2 separate regions of the Gossypium arboreum genome follow, and region 1 is linked to region 2. The links are chromatin contacts, called in public Hi-C maps. All regions are on one chromosome and are shown on one strand. Each heading gives the region's core, a stretch centred on a gene start, on an enhancer-like site or on the middle of the called end of the contact. The rest is flanking DNA. Distances are from core to core; before and after follow the strand shown. Region 1 holds the start of LOC108454353 (protein BRASSINAZOLE-RESISTANT 1-like). Region 2 holds the start of LOC108455595.

What was found. Hi-C and Micro-C count contacts between places; a contact is called where the count stands out from the background.
Region 1: a Hi-C map of leaf shows a contact between it and region 2, with 4 times the contacts expected there. The contact joins the promoter of LOC108454353 here to the promoter of LOC108455595 in region 2. A contact is called at or near these places in 2 of 5 Hi-C or Micro-C datasets (both in leaf).

Annotation. Positions count from the first base shown.
Region 1 is chr3:91,359,475-91,363,984 of ASM2569848v2, forward strand. LOC108454353 (protein BRASSINAZOLE-RESISTANT 1-like) reads right to left here and starts at 3,181. Exons shown (of 2, transcript XM_017752785.2): 1 at 2,721-3,181; 2 at 1,442-2,446. The coding sequence starts at 2,960. The coding sequence ends at 1,745.
Region 2 is chr3:91,108,419-91,112,863 of ASM2569848v2, forward strand. It overlaps LOC108455595, which reads right to left and starts at 2,808. Exons shown (of 6, transcript XM_017754142.2): 1 at 2,296-2,808; 2 at 862-988; 3 at 447-586; 4 at 265-327; 5 at 100-168; 6 at 1-23. The coding sequence starts at 2,499.

The sequences.
Region 1 (4,510 bases), core at 1,931-4,430, 250 kb after region 2:
CCTAATCTTCAAGGAAAGAAAATAATGCAATGTGAAATCTTTCATAAAATGAAAAACTTACAAAAGTTTTTGTTCGTTTTTTTTTCCTACATGGACATGTCATTAGTAACTTTCAAACTTTGGGTGGTCCAAGTGCATTGGTCAAACAACCAAAGTCCTAAAAAATCTAGTCAATGAATTGATAATATGAGGTGAACTAAACCAAGGAAGATAAATTTGTCAATTTCGAATCCCATGGGATATCCAACTTCATCTCTCTCTAATACCCATCAATCCATTTCGTATTCATTTTTTAATCATTTGAGATATATATATATATATTGTATTTTTTTAATTTTTTTAAATATATATGTTTTGTTTTTTATTTATACTTTTAGATTTTTAAATAATTTTTATAATTTTTTTATCAATAAATGATTTTAATCCTTTTTTAAAAACTTTTAAAATGGTTAAAGTACCTTGGAAGTCTCTATGTTACAGGGACTGACTCAAATTAGCCCATCTATTATTGATGGAGCAATTTAGTCCCTATCTGTTAAAAAAACAAATAAGTCCAAATTGTAATAGAGTTAACATTTATTGTATAAAAATGCCTTGAAAATTACCTTCTTTTTTTTAAATTGCAGTTCAATTTTAAACAAAAGATTTCATTTACAAAACTCTACAAACTTTAAAAATATTAACAAATGATATTTTTAAATAGTAAATATTAACTATATTTCAATTTGGTCTTCTTTAATTCGAGAACTATATTGATCTATTTAATAGTATAGAGACTAATTTGATCATATTAAACTTCTTTTAAGAAAATTCATATTTTTAAAACTAAAATTAGGTTAACATTTTTAGAATTAAAAATAAAATGATAATATATATCATATGACAGAAAGCAACATGGGAGGCCGGAATGGAAACAAAATGGAAGGTTAGAGGCTGAATTAACTGAAGAGATATATGGATAAGCGCACACCATTTCAATCATACAGTATAGACTGGTCTTGCAATACAGCTCTGCACTCTAATTTCCCCTACCTTTTCTTTTTTAAAGTATTATTATTATGATGATCCTCAAATTATTTGGGTGAACGAGTGGGACTTGTCGGGTCCCAACTATACTCAACACCTTAATATTGTATGATTTTTTTTCAACTATGGAGGTCGCAACTTAGAAATAATAAACACATTAGGCTTCAATCTCAAAATTACTAAGAATGCATCTTCGCGCAATAAACATATTTCTTCATTTAAAAATTTCATCCATTTATTTAATTAAAATGTACACTTGATCCGTCATATCTTATTATTTAATTATTCTGTAAACTATACTAATATTTAACTATTTTTTTAAGCAGTGAAGAGACTTGATAGGAATTTCCATGGTATTATGCGATTAAGTTTGGATTGGATTGCACAAGTAAGTTGGGAAAATACATAAAAGAAGTGCTTAACAACATGATACATCCATTAACGATACAAACCACTAAAAACAACGTTAATTGTATGAGGTTTTCCCCAAAAGCCTAAAGGAAACATTAAACCCAGAAATATCCCTTTGTATCTACAAGTTATGACTATTCAACCCGGGTATTTCTTTCAGCTCCAACTAACTGATAAAAAGAACAAAAAAAAAAAAAAACAAAAAAGATATAAAAGAAGAACAGAACAGAGCAGATGAAAGAACAGAACTGTGAGCTTTTTTTTGTCTTTGGTTTTAACATGCTTTGGCGACACCATTAGGCTCGGTTTAACACTGAGGCTTTCCGCTTCCCAGCGTGAGCTCCAGATCATCCATTCCTATGTCATGAATCCTCTCTCCTTCCCATGGTTTCACCTGTCCACTCTCAAACTCAAACTCTGCACCTCTTCCTTTATCTTTTACGCCCAAATCATTATGCAAATTTTGGGGAGGCAAAGGTTTCACAAGTTTAAAAAAAGTTGGAGAAGTCGGCACTTGAGATGTAGAAGGTGCAAACTTTTGAAAGCTTATCCATTGTCCAGATTCAACCGTAGATGTATCGGATTCATCACATTCCGGTATAGTAGCCGGGGCATGAAAATGACGGTGGGTAGGACTAGCTGGGGCAGAAACAGCATAAAAAGGGTAGTTAAAAGAGGCCATGGATTCCTTTGCGATGGTTTCCCAGTTGGGAAGGGGCTTAGGATTTCTTGAGGTAGGAGATGAAAGTGGGGGTGTAACAGGGGCACTGTTTGAGATTCTGAGTGGAGGCAGAGATGAAGGAATGGCGTTTCGAAGGAAGGGAAGGAGAGTAGAGGGGTTATTAGCATCAAACCTAGTGGGACTAGGGTAGGAAGAGGAGGAAGGACTGACTTGACATGAAGGAATTGGACTTGGAAATGCAGATGATAATGGACTTGGATTTTGGGATGAAAATAGGGTAATCTTACTTGAACTTCCACCTATATCTATTGGAGGTGGCTTACATCCCTGAACAAACAATTTCAATTAAAACCCAGAATTTATCAGCACCATAAAAACTCCCAACTCAACAAACTCAAAATCAATATCAAACTGAAACCGAACAGATCAAGGGAAAGGAAAAAGCCCGGAAAGCAATTTAAAAAAAATAAAGAAAAAGAAAAAAGAACTAGATCCAACATGAATTAGCACAAACAAATGAGCATTGAAGTTATAAAAAAGAATGCAGTTTCTTTCACAGAGATCTAAGATTGTGAAAAGAAGAGAAGGGTAAGTACGAAACCTTGCGATAAGTAGTGCCATCATCTTCTACGACCCAACCAGCCTCGGAACAAAGAGCCTTGAGGACCTCATTGTTATCACAGTGCTTGGGCAAATTGTAGTTCCCTTGAGCTCTAAGGCCAGTATAAATCTTAGCAGCAATGGCTCTTCTCCTCCTTTCTCTCCTCCTGTTATTCTCCCTCTCCCTCCACGACGGTTTCCTCCTTGGAGCCGGCGTCGACGTCGCCCCATCCGATGTCATCTCTCCCTCTCTCTCCGGCGTGAAGGTGCGTTGTAGAGGATTATAACACCAAACAAAGAAAAAGAAGGAAGAAGTGGAGAAGATCACGAGTCACGAGGAATACGCTTTAGCTTGGGTGGAAACAAAAAAAAAAACGTTAAAAGAAGAAAGAATCTTTGGGTGTCTCGGTTTCAGACCCAAATGAAACGATGAAAAGGGGAGGGAAATTACATTTCACAGTCTATAAATGGTGATGGAGCGCATCAGATCCAAGCCCGTTTTACAAAATAGAAAAGAATTCATTCACTCAGAGAGGTGTGTGTTGGGCTCAAAGACAAATGCAACCCACAATGAATCAGGCCTTGTCTCTATTTCACCAAGTAAGGATACATATATCTTTTTAATCAATATTTATTTTATATGCTTTAACCTCATCTATTTCAAGCTTTTTAATTAATTAAAATTTGAAAATTAAATATTCTCTAACCAAAATTTTTAGAACCACTACTTCGTATGCTTCGATTAAATACATCACTGAAAAACATAAAAAAAAATTAATTCAACTTAATTTTTAGCCTAATTTTATCGGTTTATACCAATTTGTGGGTCAATCAGTTTGATGTCTCTTTCCAAACTGATATCCCGACTGGTTCAATTAGTTTAACACAATTGTGACTCTAAACCTCTACACTTAGTATACTTAGAATTTAACCCTCCAACTTTTATTTTCAAAAATCTAATCGTTTAATTTTATGAATGTAAAAATCCGTCTTCAAATTATATATAACTAAATAATATTAGGATAAAAATTAAAGAATAATAATTAAATATTAAATTTAAGCAAACACGAAAATTAAAATTAACTATCTTTCATAAAATGAAAAGGAAAAAGAAAAGAAGTTGGTGGGGCGTGTGACACTTGTCTTCATGAGGAAGGTCCTTTTATTTATAGGTTTTAGTATGTTATTTATTGGCTAAATTATAAAGTAAAGATGTAAATATTATAATATGTATTCTTATTATATTTGAAATTTAATTTTCATAATTTTATTTCTAGGAATTTAGTCTCTATTTTTCAAAATAAAAAAATAAGTTTATTTGTTAACATTGTTATAATTCTTTTATTAAATTTGTTATTATGACATTTTGAAATTAAAAAAGTTACTCATTTAGTATCTATGTAACAAAAATGACATTGTAATGTATCTAAATTTAATAGTGTTACAATTCTTAAAATTTCAGAAAAGGATTTTAATCATAATAAAATATTTAGAGTCACAAAAAATATTATAAGGATCAAGGTACTAAATTATGTCAAAATTAAAGTATAAAGATTAGATTTTAAATTTGAGCAAAAATAGGGATCAAAACTAAATTTTAATCATTCTTATATAATCTCAAAAGAGTAGAGAATTAAAACTGAAATTTAGACATTATCTTTTCATATAAAGAAAAGTACAAGTATCATTTATATCTGTAGTAATTTAGTCCTTTTATTTTTCATGCTATATATTATGATAGATCGATCGAGTAGGATACTAAATGTATATTTATTATCTGTATATAAGCAT
Region 2 (4,445 bases), core at 1,558-4,057:
ATGACCTGAAGCTCATCCATTTGCTGCACCAACACACGCCATTTGTTTAGAAACCAGTCAACTATCAATCTGGTTTGAGAAGAAGAGAAGAAAGTTTACCTGTGACACAAAATGCCTTTGGACAACATCGACTAGTTGCTCTTTTGATGGATTGGGAATGGCATCCACCTAGCAATAGCAACAACCACGTCAACATTTAAACATCTTTTTTTTTCCTTTACTTACAAATGTGTACTGTTTGTTGTTTCTCAGTAGGAAACTTACAAGATTGAAGTGTCGCCAATATCTCCACAAAGCAGCCATCTCAAGTTTGCTGAGGTCAACCTTCTGCAAGGGAGATATTATGGAAAAAACAAAGACAATAATTAGGCTAAGAATAGATGGCTAACATAATTTAGCAATACTGTATTATTGCAATAGACCAAAACAAACTATGCAAAACTTACCGTGGACCCACGAGGTGTGGAAACAGACCCCTTAGACTGTGAGTCACAAGAAAAAGACCTGCTCATAGTCTTGTGAGAAGAACCGGTAGATTTATGCGTTCTATGCCTCGATCTGTGGGACTTTTGAGTGTCATCAGATGCTGGAAATTGAGACATAGAACAAGCAGGATTAAAGTAAAATAAAGGGTGGTGGGACCAATAAAAAGATAAAGAAATTAGACATTGAAGCTTTTAGGAATAGTGAAAGTAAAAGTGAAGACACAGAGGATCCAATGTTCCAAGCTCAACTAAACAAATTATCCAAAATCATAGTCCAAAATGGTTAATCACCAATTAAGTATAATTATTAGGATGATAGGCATAGCACTCCCCTGCCCCTCCAAGACAGAACACGTAAGAACACATAGGAACTCACCCATGTCTGATCCATTCCACTGCATGTTTTCGAATTCAAGATCGTCATCTTCTTCATTGCCGGTAGGAGCTTCAATCACGCTAAGTGCATTTCTCTGTAGCTTTACTTCTATGCCATTGGTAAGAACCTGTGGTATTTATTAATAAGACAAACAAATATCACCATCACCTACAAAGTAAAGAAATGCCTACTCTTAACTAAAATATGCAACATAATCAGCTAGAATTAACATTGTTCAATTGTCTTTCCATCCACCAGCTAATCCATAGTTTTTGTTCCTACTTTTTGTGTCTACAACACATAAACTCAAGGAGAAATCTATGAATTTGTCAAAAAAATAAAAAATAAAAATCGGCAGTAATAATAAAAGAGGAGCAAATTACTGGGAAACAAAATCCAGCTTATTTGAAATTTATCAAAAGTGGAAGCATCTCAATTGAATCAAAATATAATCATTTTCAGAAAACAATGAATTAATAGCATATTAAATCATGTGATCCACAAATGGAAGTTACAAATAATGGGAAAAACAATGAATAATAATAATAATAAGTGGGATCTTCTCAAAAACCAAGAACGCAAAGTCAAGTGTGGAAATGATTGCAAGTTTTGAATAGCTGATGAACATCAAAAAAAGAAGTATGGAGAGATCGATATCCCAGCAGAAACAACATCAAAACCCAGAAAATAAAATATGGGTTTTATTATTATTATTATTATTATTATTATTATTATTATTATTATTATTATTGAGAAATGTTATAAAATCAATTCCAACAATATCAAAAGAATAGCCCAATCATGCATAATGATAAATTTCTTAACAAATTTCAACAGGAAAGAAATGGAAACGATTAGCAACGATTTAGAGTAGATTGCAAACATTAAAAAATTGACTAAAAATCCAGAAAAATAAAAATCCATTGTAACAATCCAGAATAGCATCATACATTAGGTAAAATAATTAAAAATTCCAGATCCAGGGACGAACACTTACATGCAATCAAAACCCACATCCAAAACCTCAAATTTGTATTTTGTGAGAGGTAAAATGTCATTGTTTTTATTTGATATAATGATACCGATCAAATTCAAGCAAATATAGAGAGATTGTTTAAAATTTGCAGTTTTATTCAAAAAAAAACTTATAAAACAGGACATTTAATTGTTTTAGAGAGATTATTTAATGCAAAATCACCCAAAAAGATATGAATTCATGTAGTGAACCAAAAGCTTTACTAGCAAACATTTAATCATAAAAATAAAAACTTCGAATTGAATCCACATTACCTTAAAATTTCAAAATTAAATTGACTTGATCTTGAAAAAAAAAATCAACATTATAAAGAAAAAAATCAAGAGGAACCAATTTCCAGATCAAGCAGCAGAACCCATTTTCCACCAAAACTGAAAAAAAAAAAAACAAAGAGTTACCAGCCAATGCCACCCGCCAAGTCCAACAGCCTTCTTGACCACGCCTTGAAGACCAACGAGCACAGATTTAGTACGGTTATTCCCGGTGACAACCACCTTAGTATGACGTGGCAGAACCGAGAGCTCTTCTTCACTACTGTCTCCGCAGCTCTGAAACTGCGAGAAACCCCCGCCATTGACGGAACTCTCCATTGCCTCCAACATAGTTTCTCCAACAAAAAGAAGCCCCAACTCAGTGAGTCAATCAGGTGGGTCAAACTCGGTAAAAAATTCAAAGCTAAGGATCAAAATTACATTGGATCGGAAGATCATGCATTAGTGAATACGTATATGTTATTATCGTAAGCAAAGGAGAGAGATTAAGAAAAAAATATGGGATTTTTGTGGAGAAGAAATAGAGAGAGAGAGAGAGAGAGAGAGAGAAAACACAATTCGGAGAGGGAAAGAAAACAAGAAAAAACAGAGCATTTTCTAGTGAGAGAAAGACGAGTTACTGGTTTTTGTTTATTGGTTGGTGTCGCTAGGAATCCCGACAAACCGAAATGGACCAATTAAGGAATGCCACGTAAGGATGTTATAGTTTTCTCATCAATCATGCGTTACAGTGAGGTAGAGAAAATTTTCTAAAACGCCACTAGCGGTTTTTTCTTCAAGGAGCGGTTTTATTTTGTGGGGGTTGACCGTTTGACTAGCAGTAAAATGGAGTACGTGGGTATGGAAAAATGGCCTCATTGCCCTTCCATCAAATTTCTAATCTAGGTCGAATTTTAAGATGTCTCGTGGAAGAAGGAATTAATTAAGAAAAACTTTTGAAAATACTTTTGGTCATGGGAAACACATGATAATAGTACAAAATTTTCTTCTAAAATTATTTTTTATTGAACGTCACTAAAATTATTTTAATATATTTTTCTTTCCTTTTCATGCTATTGAAAATTTTTTAATGTTTTTTAATTTTTATAAGTGTTATAAATACAATTAAAGTATATAATATAAATATTAGATTTTGTCACACGCGATAGAAAAAATTCTATATTAAAATTATTTTCTTTTAAAAATATTATATATTAAATCAATATAGGTGAAGCAATAATAAATTTATATTTGAATATTATTATATCGTGTTTAATATTTGAATTTTTAATTTTAACTCTTTTATTTAAAGATGGTACCAAAATATGAGAAGATAAAATGTCATCATAATAATATTAATTATAATTTAAAAGGAGTATTTATGTAATTTCATAACTAAGTTGGTGACCCAATTAAGGTAACACCAATTTAGTATAATGCTTAAATATAGTATAGATGTACAAAATACAATATAAATACATGTCCAAGTAATCACAAATATCAAATTATTATAGCACAAATAAATTGTCCAAGTTGTCATAAGAAAGAATCAAATTATTATAATACAAACGAACTAAGAACTGATACAATCCAAACTAAAGCCAATGAGTTGAACTAAAATCTGCACATGGCAACCGCACAGGATGGGACACAGAAACCCATGCATATAATTGCACATAATGGGACTCGAATTTGGGTATTCAAGACCTAAGGCCTCTACCTTTTCCAATTGTTCAAGGTTTGCAAAATGTCTTTTATGGCATAATAGAATATAATTACAAGTATAAATAAATGTTTGGGAAACTATAAACTAGAATCAAATCATTATAATGCAGAGACAAATAAAGAATTGTAAATGATTCAAAAACTTCCACTTACACAATTGTGTGTGATGTAACTAGAACTTGGATACTAACTCAATGCCTGGGACCTCGTCCTTTCTTAATAATATATTGACCAAAGATCCATCTTAGAAAATAAGGTTGTTCCCTTCAGTTGATCAAACAAATCGTCAAATGAGGTAGCGGATACTTATTCTTTATGGTGACTTTATTCAAATGTCGATAGTCGATACATAATCTCAAAGCTTTCTTTTTCACAAACAACATTGGAGCCCCCCAAGGTGACACAGTTAGTCGAATAAATCCCTAATCTAAAAGTTCTTGGAGTTGAGATTTCAATTCTTTCAATTCACTCGAAGTCATTGACTGCTTTTGGACGTACCAACATCTAGAGTAGAAATCTTGCACAAAATATATGAAAAGGCGGTATCTAGAAGTATACGGGTCAGGTTGTAA